4 separate regions of the Rattus norvegicus genome follow, and regions 2, 3 and 4 are each linked to region 1. The links are chromatin contacts, called in public Hi-C maps. All regions are on one chromosome and are shown on one strand. Each heading gives the region's core, a stretch centred on a gene start, on an enhancer-like site or on the middle of the called end of the contact. The rest is flanking DNA. Distances are from core to core; before and after follow the strand shown. Region 1 holds the start of Serbp1 (Serpine1 mRNA binding protein 1). Region 2 overlaps Gng12 (G protein subunit gamma 12). Region 3 has its middle 9.0 kb from the start of Gng12. Region 4 holds the start of Mad2l1 (mitotic arrest deficient 2 like 1).

Evidence for each region. Hi-C and Micro-C count contacts between places; a contact is called where the count stands out from the background.
Region 2: a contact with region 1 is called in a Hi-C map of the A7r5 cell line, with 2.2 times the contacts expected there. The contact joins the enhancer-like site here to the promoter of Serbp1 in region 1. A contact is called at or near these places in 3 of 12 Hi-C or Micro-C datasets (the A7r5 cell line, Schwann cells and mammary epithelial cells).
Region 3: a Hi-C map of mammary epithelial cells shows a contact between it and region 1, with 1.9 times the contacts expected there. The contact joins the enhancer-like site here to the promoter of Serbp1 in region 1. A contact is called at or near these places in 2 of 12 Hi-C or Micro-C datasets (liver and mammary epithelial cells) and 1 of 1 datasets of contacts at active chromatin or transcription factors (oligodendrocytes).
Region 4: a contact with region 1 is called in a Hi-C map of liver, with 4 times the contacts expected there. The contact joins the promoter of Mad2l1 here to the promoter of Serbp1 in region 1. A contact is called at or near these places in 3 of 12 Hi-C or Micro-C datasets (Schwann cells, liver and mammary epithelial cells).

What each region holds. Positions count from the first base shown.
Region 1 is chr4:97,728,865-97,733,412 of GRCr8, reverse strand. It overlaps Serbp1 (Serpine1 mRNA binding protein 1), which reads right to left and starts at 2,078. Exons shown (of 8, transcript NM_145086.1): 1 at 1,701-2,078. The coding sequence starts at 2,013.
Region 2 is chr4:97,415,656-97,420,120 of GRCr8, reverse strand. The region is part of intron 2 of Gng12 (G protein subunit gamma 12); the gene reads right to left. Among named protein-coding and RNA genes, the nearest start is that of Gng12, 52 kb to the right of the region's middle. Within about 2 kb of position 2,215, at least 4 of the 93 cell types and tissues checked have an H3K27ac peak or open chromatin away from gene starts, as enhancers often do. A contact at or near this core is called in the A7r5 cell line, where this site is marked.
Region 3 is chr4:97,354,472-97,359,382 of GRCr8, reverse strand. It overlaps a transcript of Gng12 not described here. Among named protein-coding and RNA genes, the nearest start is that of Gng12, 9.0 kb to the left of the region's middle. Within about 2 kb of position 3,177, at least 28 of the 93 cell types and tissues checked have an H3K27ac peak or open chromatin away from gene starts, as enhancers often do. A contact at or near this core is called in liver, where this site is marked.
Region 4 is chr4:97,234,669-97,239,703 of GRCr8, reverse strand. Mad2l1 (mitotic arrest deficient 2 like 1) reads right to left here and starts at 3,195. Exons shown (of 6, transcript NM_001106594.1): 1 at 3,009-3,195; 2 at 2,518-2,664; 3 at 335-455. The coding sequence starts at 3,081.

The sequences.
Region 1 (4,548 bases), core at 829-3,328:
CACTTTGTTTACAAGCCTACGAACCACCACCCAATACATAGCACTGACTGGCATTTTTATTCGAAATTCCCCCTTATGTATATATGACCTTGTTTGTTTAAAAGCAACTCTGGTTTAAGAGTGATCTAAGGGTTTGGGATGTGGAATGCAAAATTTTCCCCAGCACAGACAAGGTTCAATTCCCAATACAAGTCACCGAAGACTAAGAAAAAAATATTGACTACAAATGTGAAAAAGTCTTCTCAAGAAGTAAGTGACAAACATAATCCTGACTATAAATAAAAATGCCCTACATTGATGACTTATAATGCTAGTTTACAGACAAGATCATAAATTGGCTTCGTGGTGAAAATTGAATTTAAAATCACATTTCATGCTTTGAACATTTTTAATGAGTTCATATACCTTAAGTGTTTTATTTACTCAACTTATTCTTGTACTTTCGTGAATTACAGTCATCAAGGAAGTAAATTTTAGCAGTTTAAAATACACCAACCAGTGTCCCTAACACAGGAATTAAATCTTATTCAACTACGTAATGTAGTTTAATGAGCTTAATCGGCTCAGTACTTCTGCCCAAGTGATCTATGCTTCCAAATCTATTACTAACAGAAGAATTCTTCCCTTTTATAAATCTACTAGGTACTGGACGTTTTACTTTAAGCCTTTACTAAAAGACACCACCACCCACAAAAAACCTAAAAGCTAACCCAAGCTAATGAGAAACAATTCCTTTCATGAGCACGTGGCAGTAAGAGGCACTTAAACATAATAGCAGTTTTAAAGATTCACAGGTTATTCTATGCCTACTCGCTATTGATATTCCACTTTCTTAGCCCCCAACTGCTTTGCCTTTTCACCCACAATAAGCCAGTAGTGGAGAAGAATGATAAAATCAAAACCATGAAACTTCTAGTGCCCTGGAAGAGCCAATGAAGACCCGACCACGCTTTACGCACGTGCGGAGGTAAAGCTGCAGACTGAGCTTTGCTGCCGGGACGTGACAGGCTGGGCACTCATTTCGCCCACGAGGCCAAGAGCAGGCAAAGCCCTATGACCTAGGGGCTCCAGGGATTTTGAAGAAGGGATGGAGACATGAGATGGGTTCTGCTAATGACCAGTCTTTATTCAGAACTCCCTCTAAAAGGACTGCGGCCAAATTCTCCTCTCCAACACTTTAATTCACTCCCGTAAGTTATACTAAGTACTAGCACAGGAGCGCAAGGGCACAACAGACCGCACACGTGGGACACAAACAGCAACTCCTTCCACTCTTAACAGTGTCCCAAACACAGACGCAGCCCAAGTGGAAACTCCGCTCCCAGGCCTTCCCTTGAGGGTCCGCGCCATTGTGGGACAAGATGGCAGGGCAGGAGCCCACAGTAGGCAGCGGCAGCCAGGAGCACGCCGGGCAGGAAGCAGTGCCCGCGCAGCTCCCGGGCGCGTTGAGCCAGGAGGCGAGCGCCCGGCAGGAATCGGCGGGAACGCCCGGGCCGCCCTCCCAGAGCACGCTCAGTCAGCCCGAGGCGGGAAGGCTCCCGCCGAGCCTGCGAGCAGCGTGGACTGCAGACCAGCCACGCTCTCCGGACCGTGAGGGGCTCCGAGGGCTTCGCGGCTCCACCAGCTGCACGAGGAAGCAGCGGCGCACGCCCCCGTCCTGCCCGCCAGCCCGGGTTCCCCACCGCCTCGCCCGGCTTTACCTTCTTTCTTAAGCGCCACCGGCGGCTGCGTCTCCTCCTTTTTGTCAGCCACGCCGACGCTGGGGGGCAGCGGGTTCTTGCGGTCTTTCTGGGACTCTTTCCGCAACTGTTTGCCTGCCGCGTTGGAGTTGGTCTGGGCCGCGGCCTGAGCCGCGCTCTTGGCCCCGGGGCCCCCAACGCCGCCCCCGCCGGCTTCTTTTTTCTTGTTCTCTGCTGCCTTCAGTACCTCGAAAGGGTCCGATTCGTCGTCAAATAGCTGGTCGAATCGGTTGGTGACCACGCAGCCGAAGCCTTCCTGTAGGTGCCCAGGCATGATGGTGGCTCGGCGGCGCGTTCCTCCACGGATTGCAGCGGACCGCGCCGAGCCAAAAGCGCCTGCTTCAGCTCTTCCCACAAGATGGCCGGGCCGAGAGAGGGGGGCCGCCTTCTCTTCCGGCGCCAGGCACACATCCGGGAGCGGCCTACGCCGCACAGCACCATGGGGCGTGTAGGCCACAGCCGACTATCCTGAGGTGTCTGCCTACTCCTGAACCACAACTCCCAGCGTGCACCGCGCAACAACTCTTCGCGCGCGCCTGAGAGGCGGGATCTCAGGGAAAGAGTGCAGCGTGCTCGCTGAAGGTGGGGAAGCGAGTACGGGGCGGAGTTCTGCCACCTGCTCTTGTCACCCTTAAACTCTCGGTCTTTAGGTGCTTCTGAAAACAGGAAAACGTGAAGGCGTCTTCTGCTCACGAAAGTGTTCTCTGTCTTTGGTTTCACTCACTCCGTCTCTGGCCGAGGACTTTCTCCACCTTTCTGGGAGGGTCAAGGTGACTCCCAGACCTAGTAACTGGAGCCTCAAAAACTTCCGGGGGGAGGGGGGTGCCACACTAGCCTTGGGTAGGTTGCGACCGCACAACTGCACATCCCTGGCTATTGGGTTTCTAGAGCTGTCTTCCACCCTTCGTAACGAATCACGGCAATTCGATTTAATGTGGAACAGAACTCCCAGGGTTGCTCTCACGGATCATGAATCTGCGTGGCAGAACGAATCCAAAAGAGGAGTTGAACTATCTGGGTTACGCGCCTTTTCCGGTCATTGCGACCATGCTTTAAGAGCTGTTAAGTCCTGACTGGACGCTCAGCACGTCTCTAAAACAGTGTTTGGAAACGCTTTCTAGAATCAACGCGATTAATTGATCCGTCGGTATCTGGTCAGCCAAAGCTGAAGGGGCTGCGGTGTTAGCAAAATGTGCTCCAGAGCCGGAGGTGATGGCGCATGCCTTTAATCCGAGCACTTAGGAGGCAAAGGCAAGCGAATCTGAGTTCAAGGCTAACCAGGTCTACAGAACAAGTCCCAGGACAGCAAGGATTACGTGAGAAAAAAATCCTGTCTCGAGCCCCACAAATGTCGAGAGGAAATGTTTTATAGTACATTGAATATTATGTGAAGGGAGGAAACTTAGTAATGACATGCTAATACCGTCGTTAGTTGGGAACCTTAAATCCCATTAAGGCAATCCAGTGCCAATACACACTATAGTTTTCAATCTTTTCCATCGACACAGGATGTAATGGAAAACATATCTCAGGTAGAAGGTGCTAGGAATATTTCATTCTCAGTCATTTTAGATAAATAACTACCCCCTTTTCACAGTGATGAAACCATGTCAGAACTGGTAAGACTTAACCAAGTCACACTTAAACATTAAGTGTTAGTGGCAATCTTCTAGCTGCATTATGAGACTGTTGACATCAATTCTGTAAGCCAATCTCTGTCCTGATAGAAGTTAAGACAAGTGCTGAAATTCCAATAACTAACCAGGTTTAAACAACATGGTTGAAGATAATAATTTCTGAGCAGATTTAAGTTAATGCCTTGAGGAAACAAGAATATTACACGCATCAGCAGCATGCCTCTTGCTTTTCTTATGTTCTACTCCTTAACGTCAAAATCGCTTATTTCTGCATTGCTTCATTTCCCCCACATCCACACTCTTTCACTCCCACAGCCTGTGTCTCTTACCCAACGACCAACCAGCAGCTCTTAGCCATACCCTTTCTACCTTTTAAAAATAGCTCAAGAACAATGTATAAGATCATATTTTAACAAACCCATTCTCTTCACCAAGTAGAGTAACTACCTTTTTTTTTACCATTGCCACAATAATAATGTTAAGAGCTACAACAATATTTTTACTATATGCATAATGCATTTTACATATGAACTCACAATTTTCACTGGCTCTGTGACTAAGTATTAGTCTCATTTTAAGATGAAGAAACTGACAACTGGGATGTCTCTCAGTGGTAAGAGCTTAGCACATATGAGGTAAGTTGTTCAGTCCCCAGAGGAAGGGTGGAGGGGGAGAAAAGTGAAGAAAATGGAGAACAATGAGGTAAAGTTACTCTCCCACACCTCAGTATAGGAGATGGAGAGGGCCTCTGCTAATCATTTTTTTATTGCCAGATCATTAATTTCCTCAAACAGATTTTCACATGTACCAAGCATTGTTTGTCCTAAGAAAATAGATTATACAAAGAATTGGCTACCTAGATATGTATAAGACTAACATACTTTTTTCAGAAATTTACCTGTTGTGTAAATGTTAGGAATAAACATTTGAGAGAACAGTGAGCATTTTTAAAAAACTTAAAAATCTAGATTTTGGTTAATGCAAAAAAAGTATAAAGCCCATTTTAAAAAAAAAAACATTTATTTATAATGTATACATCATACAGCTTTCTGCCTGCATGTATGCACCTGCAGGGCAGAAGAGGGCACCAGACCTGATTATAGATGGTTGTGAGCCATCATGTGGTTGCTGGGAATTAAACTCAGGACCTCTGGAAGAACAGACAGTGCTCT
Region 2 (4,465 bases), core at 966-3,465, 310 kb after region 1:
CTAGATACTACGTGCTAGAAACCAAATGACATCATCCACCCCTATGACCTTAGAAGGATCCCAGAGAGACAAAGGGAGCTGGAATCAGATGTCCATCACAGATTCCAGCAGCATTCCCTGAGAAGTGGGGGGTGGAGCCCAAAGCCTCTCTGCCCCTTGCAGTTTTAGCACTTGCTTCACTGACCTACAGAGCTCTGTCCCTGTGGCCTTCCTTCCCGGAAGGCAAGATCCACACCTTCTTCATTTGTCATCAGTAGGAAGCTCTTGTTGTTTAGTAGCTCTGATTCATGTCTACAGTGAGCAGATGATCTAGTGCCACCAGTTATTACATCAACAGTAGTAATGGCAGGCCAGCTAGATCAGAGGCCAGAGCCACAGCAGCCCTGGGGGTTTGTGTCTTCGTGCTCTGCAGCTGTATTTCTGCTTTTCCTTGTCTCTTGTACTAGACTGTACTTCAGGAAATGCTTGGTCAGCGATGAGTGAAGGCTCTCTGCAGATCTCTAGTAAACAAAGCACTGGCCTGAGACAAGGGACAAGGAGTGCCACATTTAGAAACGCCCCTACTCCCTTGAACTGTTCCTACCTGGGCTGTTGCAATGCTTGTTAGTGCGAGAATGCCTGCACTTATGGACAATTGGCCAGCACTAAGTGACAGTGTCTGTACGCACACTGCCAAGATGCAGGTCTGCTATGCTCAGGCCAAGTGCAATCACTTTGATGAGATTTCTTGTGCTCTATCTCCTCTGTGCAGCTTACTTTGCCATTGTACACACCTTGCTGTCCCTGCCTGGACCTGGAGAGGTATGATCTGCTTGCCTGCTCTCAGTATCTCCTCACTCCACCTCTCTTCACCATTGTCTCTGTTCACATTCTTAAGAGGATGGTGTGTGGCCGCTTAGCACAACCCCAGGGCCTTATGTGTCTGTCCCTGATTCCCTTGGTTCCTGACCACCCACTCAACAGTCTCCCACAGAGAGAGCACTGGCTGCACCTTTGTTCACCATTTTATCCCAACTGCAGAACTCAACCTATTGTTATGGTCTCCAGCTTAGGGAGTAGCACTGATGTGTGGGCAGATGCCTAGTCCTAGCCCACCCACGCCACTGCATCCCGCGGCTACCTCCAGGGTCTCCTCTCTATATCTTTCCTGCAGTCCTCTCTTGTTTATTTCTTGCCACTAGAGTGATCTTTCCGAAAGGAAAATGTTTCTCCCCACGTTTCCACAATTTAGAAATCACTTCCTCCAGAAGTCCTCACTGACCATTCCATCTGTACTTCCTGCAGAGAAACAGGCCACATGCTCCTTGGGGTTCTTTCCCAGGAACAAGGTCAATGGCCCACTTTTCCTCTGAGCCATGCATAGTGTCTACCGATTCTTTGGATGTTTATGGTGGTGTGACCTCGAGTAATCTTGATTGTGAGCTCCCTCCCCCATCCCCCATCTGCTACCCTTGTAAGTTTCCTCTTCATTTGGCTACGATAAGTCTAGATTGGGGTAGATCACGTAAGTGTCGGAGATAAGTATAGGAAAGTCATGTGTCCTGATTCTCTCCAGGGAAACACGAGGGGAAGTTGACTAGTGGGCTTCAAGAGGAAGCTTCATCTTAAAGGAGAGGTACATCAACAAGCAGTTCTTTATTCTATGTTGGCACTGGTCTGAGAGGTTGCAGCCTTCCTGTGAAGCAGAAGAAGAAATGTCTGGTGCTTCAAGGATAGAGTAACAGGAGAAAGTCTTGATTTTATCTTGTTCTGGTGTGTCAGTATACTAGAGCCCGAATAAACACACACACTTACTCTCTCTCTCTCTCTCCTGCTGGCCTGGGAGCCACTACACAGCTCAGTAGTTATTTTTCAAATCTTGTTTGTCTTGAGGTTTCTGAGTAAAAACCTTCCTGCTTCCTTTAGACTGTGGGCACACAAGGGCAGGTTTGCACTGGACATATTTTCATCCCTCCCAAGGCTGGTGTTCTATCTTACCCTGAATCTGAGTGAGGAGCTACCCACGTCGTTCGGCTTTATAGTAAATGTGACTTTACTCCGAAGATCAGCCTTTTCAGGCTGACTTTATTTGCTAATGTTCAATACAGGATGAAAATATAAAGGCCCCATGATCCATCCTAGGAGTAAAACCTGTCAGCCTACTCTGACATACTCCATCACACTGAGCACATTATTGTGCAGTGTGCACTCAGAATGTTTGCTAAATGAATAATCCAATTTGCCTCTGATGAGTCAAGAGCACTTAGGAATTTTATAATGTTCTAGGACTTTAACAATGAATAGCAGTCTTCAACTAACTGTGCTAAACATATCCTGGTCTTAGGCCTTTACTAGGAAAAAGTTTCTGTTTGTTTACAGGAGAGGCTCTATACTGCGATGATGCAGCTTTTAATAGAAACAAGAAGAGCTGGGTATCTACAATGAAGCAGAAATTGGATGTGTACTGCCTGCTCGTCTTGCTTGTGTCACGCTCTGGTACCGTGACCACTGACCAGACAAACGCACTGACCTCAATGGCCTTAAAAGGCTGAGGGCTGGGCTGGGGATTTAGCTCAGTGGTAGAGTGCTTACCTAGGAAGCGCAAGGCCCTGGGTTCGGTCCCCAGCTCCGAAAAAAAGAACCAAAAAAAAAAAAAAAAAAAAAAAAAGGCTGAGGGCTGAGGACAATGGGAAGCAACGTCAAAACAGTGTGGAGATAGGGCTGCAGGGATGGTTCAGAGATAAGACTGTTTGCTGCTCCTCTAGAAGACTGGAGGTCTGGTCCCAGTCTGTATCCATATCAGGTGGCTCGCAGCTGCCTGTCACTTCTGGCCCTTGTGGATACACACTCACTCACAATCTCACTCATTCATTCTCTCTCTCTCTCTCTCTCTCTCTCTCTCTCTCTCTCTCTCTCTCTCTCACGCATGCACGTTTTTAATACCCTAGTATGAAGTAGAAGCCTAATTATTCATCACATACTCTTTATATGTATTGTTTTATTAATAAAATATTGGCTTGTATTGCTTGAACTCTCTTTAGAAGAAAGGCTCAATTTCTATTCCTCCCTGTTCAAACATTCTTTCCCTAAACAATGCATAGCAAGAGTTTACAAAATTGTGAGGCAAAGTAAATTCGAGAAACCGAGTTTTCAAGTATTTTATAGTATTGCTTTTGATAAAAGGGGAGGGGGGTAATGTTAAACCAAGTGGCCAAAAGTTAATAAGTAAGAAATCGACCATCAAAGATTCCAGATTTTTTTATGTTACTGTGATAAATTAGATTAAGTCCAACCACATTTGGGAAGAAAGAGCTTGGTACCTCAGTTTTATCTATGCCACCATTTCATTCTTCCTCATATGTCACAATTTCTTTCTCTGATGTATCCCTTATACAACCTCCCTGGCATCTATTTAATTCAGGCTCTAAACTTCTTAAACCTGCACATTACAGTATTTCTAATAGTCAACTGGTTTCAAAATGCAGTCTGAGTACCAGCATTAGAAGCATTTAGGATACTTGGAAGATGTGCTATCTCCTGGACCCAATACACTGTACAATATAAAAACTGTCACATGAATCTCATGTATAATCTTATATGCTCAGGTATAGGCCTTAAATACTCAAAAAGAAACATATGACTAAAAGACTTAAAAGCAGGCTAATTGCAAAGAAAGGAAATCAAGACGCCCTATCATTTAAATCTGATGTGAACTTATAAAATGTATGTAGTAATAGAAAACTAAAGACATTTCTAAATGATTATTACAGTGTGTCTGTGTGTTTGTGTATGTGCATGCGTGCCTGTGTGCGTGCCTGTGTGTGTGTGTGTGTGTGTGTGTGTGTGTGTGTGTGTGCATGTGCCTCGCCTCTCTCCTCCAGACATGTTGGAGACTTGGTGACAAGCATCTTTACTCACTAAGCTTCTGTTCGACCTAGTTCCCCTCATCTTATTTCTCCAGAAAAGTTGCATTTACATACACCCCCCCCCACACACACCAGTGTGACAAATGCTTTTTAAGAAGACAGAGGACATAGTATGGGTCATAGGTTAGAAATGTACAGAGGAAACTTCCCAGAGGATGATCTGTATTGCACAAGAACATAAAAGGACAGTTCTTCCAAAGAGGGCAAACAAATACTAAAGAGTCTGTACTTGACAAGAAGCCCATCATGGCTGCATGAGGAATGTAAGTGACAAGCCTGAACTGTGGAGAGATGCAAATCTGTTGTGGGGCAGATAGGAGTTGCCACAGTCATTCACAATAGAGGAACAGGGGCTTTTTAAGCTGAGACAGGTTGACAACAAAAGATGGAAGGCCTCAATGCCTGGCTGTTGCATAAAGGTGATGGCTTTGGATAGTTCCGGTTTTCTGGTGGAAAACAAGGGCAAGTGAGTTAGGGGCAACATGGTAGAATGTAGTAATTTAAAATTTTCTTTTTTTGTCTGAAAAACGCCTGTTGGAATGAAGGAAGGCTGATACTTT
Region 3 (4,911 bases), core at 1,928-4,427, 380 kb after region 1:
AGGCAAAGATTAAAACAGAGACTGAAGGAACACCCATTCAGAGCCTGCCCCACATGTGGCCCATACATATACAGCCACCCAATTAGACAAGATGGATGAAGCAAAGAAGTGCAGACCGACAGGAGCCGGATGTAGATCGCTCCTGAGAGACACAGCCAGAATACAGCAAATACAGAGGCGAATGCCAGCAGCAAACCACTGAACTGAGAATAGGTCCCCTATTGAAGGAATCAGAGAAAGAACTGGAAGAGCTTGAAGGGGCTCGAGACCCCAAAAGTACAACAATGCCAAGCAACCAGAGCTTCCAGGGACTAAGCCACTACCTAAAGACTATACATGGACTGACCCTGGACTCTGACCCCATAGGTAGCAATGAATATCCTAGTAAGAGCACCAATGGAAGGGGAAGCCCTGGGTTCTGCTAAGACTGAACCCCCAGTGAACTAATCTATGGGGGGAGGGCGGCAATGGGGGGAGGGTTGGGAGGGAGACACCCATAAGGAAGGGGAGGGGGGAGGGGGATGTTTGCCCGGAAACCGGGAAAGGGAATAACACTCGAAATGTATATAAGAAATACTCAAGTTAATAAAAAAAAAAAAAAAAAAAAAAAAAAAAAGAGGTAAAGAGTGGCTTATACCACTGATCCCAAGACTTGGGAAGCTGACTTGGGAGGACTGCCATGATTTTGAGGTTAGCTGGCCAACACAGTGAGTTCTAAGCCAGCATGGGTTAAAGTGGTTTGGCGATCTCACTATACTCTACTGGGGAAATTCAAAAGCAATGTTCCATGCCAGTGAAAACAAAAACCTCAAATCACTGCGCTAAAGGGAATTGTTTATCCTGGGAGAATTCACAGAAGGCTGGACTGGCAATTTTAGCATCACCCCTCACCCTCCCACCCCGTTATTCTCTCCTGGCTCCAGCAATTATATTAATTAGGCTTTAGTTAATTAAAATGGCAATAGGAAGTGCCAAATGCAGTCATAAACATGTTGGTAATTACCTCACACCTCACAGTAAGTCATTTCTGTTTTGCAGCAGAGGACACTTAGACATGGACAGGTTGAGTAACTTCTTCAAGGTCACACAAGCGGAAAGTGGCAGGGATGAGGTTTATATCCTATGTATCAGGATTCTGCAGTGCCAAACTGCGAAGCCCTTTTTCACAGTGATTATAGATATTTTAAAAATCATTACAGAACATTTCAGGGACATGAAACAAAGAGAAAAAAAAAAAAAGAATTGTGCTTGCTTTGCAAACAGCTTCCAGGCTTGTCCCAACACCCTTCCAGACTGCCATCTTTGAATCTTTCCTGCTGAGTTCTAGAGAACACCAATCTTTTAATTTCTACCACTTTCCTAACATTTACTCTTAAATCCCCTTGGCATTATTGTCAGGTAAAATAACAACAACAATAACAACAAAGAAAAAACCCAAAACAAACAAAATCCAAAACAGAACAAACCTTTGACTTCACTGTAGCAATCAACTAAGGACACACTAACCTCAACAAAACTTCAACCACAGCTGGATTCTTAGCAAGGATCCCTTACAGGGAACAGAGACTGAGTGGGTCCTGGCAACTCCAGTCCATGAAGTTGTTTCTGCCGGGCTGCTAGGCTCTCAGGACGCTCGACCTGCCATCTCTTTCCCTGGACTTTACATTGTAGACGCTGAGTCTGCTGAGCCTCAGGCTTTAGAATGCTTAAAATACTTTTGTGTCTTATCAACTTCTGAGGACAATCTTGTGATAAGTAGAAGACAGAGTCTTTCAACGGTACAAAAAAAGAAAAGCAACCAACAATCACCATCAACAATAACAAACACCATCACAGAAAGCCCGAGCTAGGCTGCTGGCCATGAACTGAGTGTGTATCCTCGGACAAGCCAGGGCTGTAGTTTTCTCTTTGTAACGTTATTTACACTTTCTTCAGAAGGTTGCAATACCTGGTCAAGTGTAGGCACATGGATGGGTATAGGGTCTCATTCTTAGAATCCTTGGATTGGAAAGGCCAAGTCAAGAAAATCAAGAGTTTAATACCAGCCTGGACTACAAAATCGGTTAGTTCCAGGCTAGCCTGGGCTACAGAGACAGAGTCGCCAAAACCAAAACAAAACAACAACAACAAAACAAAACAACCCCCCCAAACCTCCCAAAGCAAAAACAAAGGAATAAAAACAAAGAAGGAAGAGAGGGAGATTGGGAGGACAGATAAAATAAATAACACAGCTTCTAATAATGAAACGTCATAAAAATTTGAAAAACAAGTTGTATCCTTGAGATTTCATTTTTAATATTTAACAGGTTTGTGAGCATAAATTTCTTAAGGGATACCTATTTTCAGGTTCTTTTGGAACATTCTTGCTCTCCAGAGAGAGATAGAAACACATATGGATCAGAAATTCAAGACAAGCAAACCATTGTTTCAAAAAAAGAAAGAAAGAGGAAGAAAGAAAGAGAGAAAGAAAGAAAGAAAGAAAAAAGAAAAAAGAAATAAAGAAGAAAGAGAAAAGAAACGAAACCTGTTTGGCCTTGAGCCTAGAATTGCAGATTTCATGTGAACTTGAAAAGGCCACATGCCTTTCCTAAAAAATCACAGATAAATTAAATATGCTGGACATGAAATTCATGTTAAGTATGAAAACAATTTCTCATAAAAACTGGAGGTCCACATGGCCTTCAAAGAACAATTTGCGCCTAGGCTCCATGTTATAGCAAGGTGGTCCAGAGTTAATCCTCAATGTCCCAGAATCTTAATACCCTGTCTTCTCTGGAAAAACACTTCCCGACATGCCTCACAGCCTCAGTGGATGGCACTCTGAACCTGTGGGCCTCACTTGTGCAGAACTGTGGTATGTATTACTGTGTGGAAAAGGGAACAGAGACAGTGTTCCTCTGAGGGCATTCTGTTTTGTTTTTATACGACAGGATGCAATAACAATTTAAATGTGGAAGCTTCTGGTTTGACCCTGTCCCCTTTAATGGGTGGATTACACAAGGCCAACAAATTTCAAGGAAGGGGTTTGCACGGATCTGAGCTCAAAGGCTTCTCTTAGACCTCATGTGTAGATGAGAAAACCAAATGGAATTCCTGACTCTTGAGCAGTCGGGGACTGATTCTGCCCTGTCATAGACTCCATCTGGCTACCCTACAAGGTTCTTACACTGAACCTTGCTTGAGCTCCACAGGGGCACTGCCTTTGGAACACACCCAGAAGGGCTGACTCCACAGGTCTGGGTGTGGTTGGGTGTCCTGATTTTTCAGTCACTCCCAGTTGATGCCGCCACACTGACAAGCGTGTGGCCCACACCCTGGGAACTTCTGCTTCAGGAAAGCTGTTGGATCCTACTCCCTCTGAGCACTGTTTCCCCTCTAACAAAACAGCATACTTCAAGGAACAAAATGTCAAAAACTCTTCAACTTTTTCGAGTGAGGAGGGTTAAGGTCAGAGCCTTCCTGTGTGTTCAGCGCTCCCCTCCGCCTGCCTACACAATAAAGATTACAACACAGCCGAGTGAGTAAGAACAGCACACGCTTCCCAGCAGAAGGGAAAAGGGAATGCTCCGAGGGTAGAAGGCTTGTGTACCAAGGAGCAGTCTGCGGCAGACTCCACTGCCCTTTGGACTTCTCGACAAGGCTTGCCACCCCCTGAGCACCACCTAGCTCCTCCTCCTTGACCCTAGTTAGTTACAATTAATTTACTCTCAGGGACCTGCCTCTTCCCTCTTCCCCCACTCTTCTTAGGCAGCTATAGCTGGTTCTCCTCCCAGCCTCTCTCTCCCTCAGTTTCCAGGTGGACCTCCACACTCATAAACACCTTCAGGGCAGTGGGAGGGAGCTGGTAGGGAGGCTGTTCTCCAAGGCTCTCCCTTAGCCCAGGCTCTTGCTCACTCAACCATCCCAGGCCCAGTAAAGCCAGGTGACAGAGGGGCTGAGCATGAGGCCAGCACCTGCAAAGCTCCCAGTTCTTGGGGTTGAGTTTGAAAGAAAAGGAAAACAAGGGGCACGGGGTTCTAATCCTATCTTTGCCATTTCTCTTGCCAGCTTATATGACTCTGGGCAAATATCAAAAGCTATCTAGAAGTGCCTCAGCTTCCCTGTTTGTAAGGTAGAAATTAATGTTTTGACCTGATTCTTCCTGAAGTTTCTGAAAACTATCAAAATATCAGTTATTTAATTCAATACATCTCAGACACAGACTTGTATATACTAACATGTCTATCACTATGAATGAAAAAATGTCACTGATTAAAGAGACACAACATATCCAGAAGACAAAACATACAGGCAAAACTACCCAGTCCAACATAATCATTAGTATAATGGTTGGCTAGCTTGTCACAGTAAACAGACAAGAAAAAATATTAATGTGCCCAGATTAAAGACAGTATAGTCACAATGAATCATTTATTAACTCTGAAGTCAGGAACTTTTCTTCTCTCTCTCTCTCATGCATGCATACACACACACACACACACACACACACACACACACACACACACACTCACACACATGCCTCAGGACAATCTTGAGAGAGGCAGATGCTACTAGCCTTGGGTCACAAATGAAAGGTCTCAGACTTTGGGAGGAAGTCACACATAGCTGGAGTATTACAGTTAGGCTTCAGCCACTGGCTTGACATAAGACATGCACTGTTGCCATCTTCTATCACACTGCCTCTGTCTTACCCGTGAAGTCAATCCTGACTCCTCCAAGCCCTTCTCAGACAGGCTCAGCCTCCCCTACACTGTCTTTACACTCCTTGCTTCATGGACCTTAGGATAGGGAGGACTAAATACATCACTGCTGTCTCATACACATCTTCTTAACAGGTCAACGACACACAAAATTAGGCTGGGTCAAAGAGATAGACAGAAGCTCACTGGTTAGTTTAAGAAAAATGTTCTT
Region 4 (5,035 bases), core at 1,946-4,445, 490 kb after region 1:
CAGTAGAGCTTCATCTAAATTAGGAATGAGTCTAGGATCATCTCTTGTATAAGCCAGGGATTAAATGGCCCTCATATTATATTGTAAGAGGTTTGGGTATAACCACAACATGAAGGTCAAATCTCACAAAGACAGCACGCTTAAAAGCATCTTATCCACATAATCCCTGACAGTTTATGAGGAACTCAGAAATCCCTCAAAAACTAACAAAAGTATCTTTAAAAACATACCCTAGACAGTAACTGGAAGATATCAGTTCAATACAATGTGAACTCATGCAGCAACAGAAATTACAAAAGCAAATTAAAGCAGGAACAATTCAGTTCATACTTACCCTTCTTCTTTGGCCGTTTTGTCACACTCAATATCAAACTGCCATCTTTCAAGGACCTCGCCACTTTCAATATTCGAGATGACCACTACCAGTTTCTGAACGGAGCACTTGTACAACCACTCTGCAACACACAAGGCAGCTCTTACACTCTAAGCTATGGCAGAGACTCCCACAAGGCAGCTCTTACACTCTAAGCTATGGCAGACACTCCCACAAGGCAGCTCTTACTCTCTAACCTATGGCAGAGACTCCCACAAGGCAGCTCTTACTCTCTAAGCTATGGCAGAGACTCACACAAGGCAGCTCTTACACTCTAAGCTATGGCAGAGACTCCCACAAGGCAGCTCTTACACTCTAAGCTATGGCAGAGACTCCCACAAGGCAGCTCTTACACTCTAACCTATGGCAGGGACTCACACAAGGCAGCTCTTACACTCTAAGCTATGGCAGAGACTCCCACAAGGCAGCTCTTACACTCTAACCTATGGCAGAGACTCACACAAGGCAGCTCTTACTCTCTAAGCTATGGCAGAGACTCACACAAGGCAGCTCTTACTCTCTAACCTATGGCAGAGACTCCCCACAAGGCAGCTCTTACTCTCTAACCTATGGCAGGGACTCACACAAGGCAGCTCTTACACTCTAAGCTATGGCAGAGACACACACAAGACAGCTCTTACTCTCTAAGCTATGGCAGACACTCCCACAAGGCAGCTCTTACTCTCTAAGCTATGGCAGAGACTCACACAAGGCAGCTCTTACTCTCTAACCTATGGCAGAGACGCTCTGCTCAAGACCCACTTTCCCGCCTACAAAATCCTCACAGTGGTATTTTGCCTTCCTTTCATACACAAGGAAGAAAATTCTTCACTAACAATTTAATCAAGTTTTAAATTCTCCACATTACTAGTAGGTGGAAGCCAGTGCATCACGGAGCCGTGAACTTGTACTTCACTGCGATTCACAGAAAGAACATAGGACATAGGCTTTAATCTAACCACTGCCAGTCACATCTGTGGTGGCTGGTCAGAACAGAGCGATAGTATAAGAGCACAAGAAAAATCTCACTACTCTGGTAGGTGAGGGAAGGATTTGTTTTTACATTAAATGTACAAAGGAGAGGCAAATACAGGCTTTAAATGGCAAGGGCGTGCATATGTATCTATGTATGTATGTATATGTATGCAGACTATTGCAAAGTACATGCTTTTTAATAAAGTCAATTAATTACAGAATTATGAAAAATCAAGATGCTACACAAAATCTTAAGTGTTAAATTAATGAAACTATACTTTTAAGAATTAGGAAAGCCACAACTGTGTTTTAAGCAGCATGACCAATTAGCCTTGTGTTTTTAAACTATCATCCTTGGTAGTAAGTGAACTGAAGGGGATTAAAAGAGGATCGATCCAGACACCAGAATTCAAAGCAGATCTTATGCTTAAAAACCCTACCTCTTTTGCCTGTGAATTCATACCCAACTTGCACAAGTGTTGATGGATACTCTATTATGGATACGAATTGCAAGGAATGTTTAAAAGTATGGCCTTAAGCTGGGCACGGTGGCAAATGCCTTTTAGTCCCAGAACTCGGAGGGGGTAGACCCAGGCTGATCTTTCTGAGTTCAATCTGGTCTACATCGCAAGTTCAAGGACAGCCAGAGCTATAGAGACCTATCTCAAAAGCAAAACAAAACAAAACGGCCTTAAAGAGAGTTGTTAAGTTAACCATGTTCAGGTGGTCACCAAAAGGCCATTTTAATGCTGAAGTTAACAAAAAGGCAACAAATACTATAATGAAAACAATTAAAACAAACCAACCACCCATACACATAAAACTCAAAGGGGAAAAAAGGGTAGTTGCAATGCTTTTAGAATTGGTATTTTGTAAGATTACATTGGGAGATACAGAGCAAAACACAGAAAGATGAGATCATTTTAATTGGGTAAAATTTCCAATTTGTTGCACCTGGTTAACCTATAAAACCCATTTCTAAAGCAGCTTTTCTAAGATGCCTAACATCAAGACATTCAGCCTACTTAAAAAACAGAAGAGGTGGAAATTCCCTCCATCACTTGCTTTCTCCCAATTCAGAATCACATTTGAGAAGGCCTGTTGCTTTAAGCTACTTGGGACACTTACAAATGCAAACTTGTAAGGTGTAAAACTCAAAACGTGATTACCTTTTAGCTGCTCTACCACATTATTGAGATACTTTATGAGCTCGGGGTCAGTAGTTACAAGCAAGGTGAGTCCATATTTCTGCACTCGAGTAAAGGTTTCCGACGGATAAATGCCACGCTGATACAAAATGCTGTTGATGCCAAATGCTGAAAGCGAAAGAAATAAAGCCATAAACATGTATTAACGTTTTAAACTCTTCCAGAAATCAGAGTAGGGACAAAACAACACGGAAAACCTTTAACCCAGCAATGTCGAATTTCACCGGGTCGCTAAATGTAAACACAGAGTATGTGGTTCAGATGTCAACGCAGACCACCAGCTTTCAAAGAGCGAGTGAGATGATGCCCCAGGCCAGCCCCGTTTCATTCCAGGAGGCACAGGCCTGCGTTCCCCGCCCCCGGGAGGATCCGGTGGTTCCGCTCTAGCACACGTCCTAAGGCCCGGCCCAGGCAGCTTATCTTTGGCTGCAGGGTCCGCGCTCAGCACTCACAAAAAAACTCGGCGACGATTTCTGCGCTCCCACGCAGGGTGATGCCTTGGTCCCGGGCGAGCTGCTGTGCCATCACTAGATCGAACGGAGAACACTGTCAACCCCTCCGTAGATGGCGCCCTAATGGCTCCTCTAGCTATTCCCCGCCACCCGGTTCAAAAGTAACTACGAATCCCGCCGGTCGCTCTGTGCGCAGGCGCAACGAGCCTTAAACCCCACCTACGTCGCCAGTTTCCGGCCCCAACCCTGTCTTTTAACTCGGAATCCCTTCCTGAGCCCGCCTCATGCTTCCGGTTTTTTCTAAGCCCCTCCCACATTAGGGAACCGGGTCTCTTTTCAACATTTCGCTCCATAACGCTACTTCCGCCGTAAGCCCAGTTGCACCGCAGATGAGCTGACCCTAAGTCCCGCCCAAAGCGACTTGTATCCGGCCCTGGCTCCACCCTCTCTGGCAGACCGAATGCGCAGGCGTAGAGTGGTTCGGGCGTATGGTTCCAGTTCCTGGTACCCAGGAGGGTCCTTAGTGGGCGGGACCTCTGATAAGGTGGCCTAGAAGAGGATCTGAGATGGTAGTGGGGTTACCTACCTGCCACACCCGTGGTCTGAGCATCCCTGAAGCACAGGCTCAGCTTTGAGCATAGTTTCAAGTCTGGGAGAGCCTAATTTTTTTTTTTGTTTGTTTTGTGTGTGTGTGTGTGTGTGTGTGTGTGTGTGTGTGTGTGTGTGTGTGTAAATGCAACTTTTCTGGAGAAATAAGATGAGGGGAACTAGGTCGAACAGAAGCTTAGTGAGTAAAGATGCTTGTCACCAAGTCTGCAACATGTCTGGAGGAGAGAGGCAAGGCACATGCACACACACACACACACACACACACACGCGCGCGCGCGCGCGCGCGCGCGCGCATGCACATACACAAACACACAGACACACACTGTAATAATCATTTAGAAATGTCTTTAGTTTTCTATTACTACATACATTTTATAAGTTCACATCAGATTTAAATGATAGGGCTTCTTGATTTCCTTTCTTTGCAATTAGCCTGCTTTTAAGTCTTTTAGTCATATGTTTCTTTTTGAGTATTTAAGGCCTATACCTGAGCATATAAGATTATACATGAGATTCATGTGACAGTTTTTATATTGTACAGTGTATTGGGTCCAGGAGATAGCACATCTTCCAAGTATCCTAAATGCTTCTAATGCTGGTACTCAGACTGCATTTTGAAACCAGTTGACTATTAGAAATACTGTAATGTGCAGGTTTAAGAAGTTTAGAGCCTGAATTAAATAGATGCCAGGGAGGTTGTATAAGGGATACATCAGAGAAAGAAATTGTGACATACGAGGAAGAATGAAATGGTGGCATAGATAAAACTGAGGTACCAAGCTCTTTCTTCCCAAGTGTGTTTGGACTTAATCTAATTTATCACAGTAACATAAAAAAATCTGGAATCTTCGATGGTCTTACCTATTAACTTTTGGCCACTTGGTTTAACATTACCTCCCTCCCCTTTTATCAAAAGCAATACTATAAAATACTTGAAAACTCAGTTTCTCGAATTTACTTTGCCTCACAATTTTGTAAACTCTTGCTATGCATTGTTTAGGGAAAGAATGTTTGAACAGGGAAGAATAGAAATTGAGCCTTTTTTCTAAAGAGAGTTCAAGCAATACAAGCCAATATTTTATTAATAAAACAATAAATATAAAGAGTATGTGATGAATAATTAGGCTTCTATTTCATACTAGGGTATTAAAAACAAGTGTTTTTCCCCCTAAGTCTAGAAGTACAGAAAGTTTGAGGCTGAAGACTCAATCAAACAATATTATAATAGGTCTAGAGTGCTTACAGAGTCAGTTCAAGATCCAGTTTCTAGTTAGTGGCAGATTTATCAGAGAACTTAGACTGCCTAGCTTAGTCTCCTTTTATAGCACATTTATTTGAAAAAAATGCCAGTGAGCTTTCTTATTGTTGTGGTTATTTTTGAGAAAAAATTTGCTTGATTTGGGCTAAGAGCACTTACT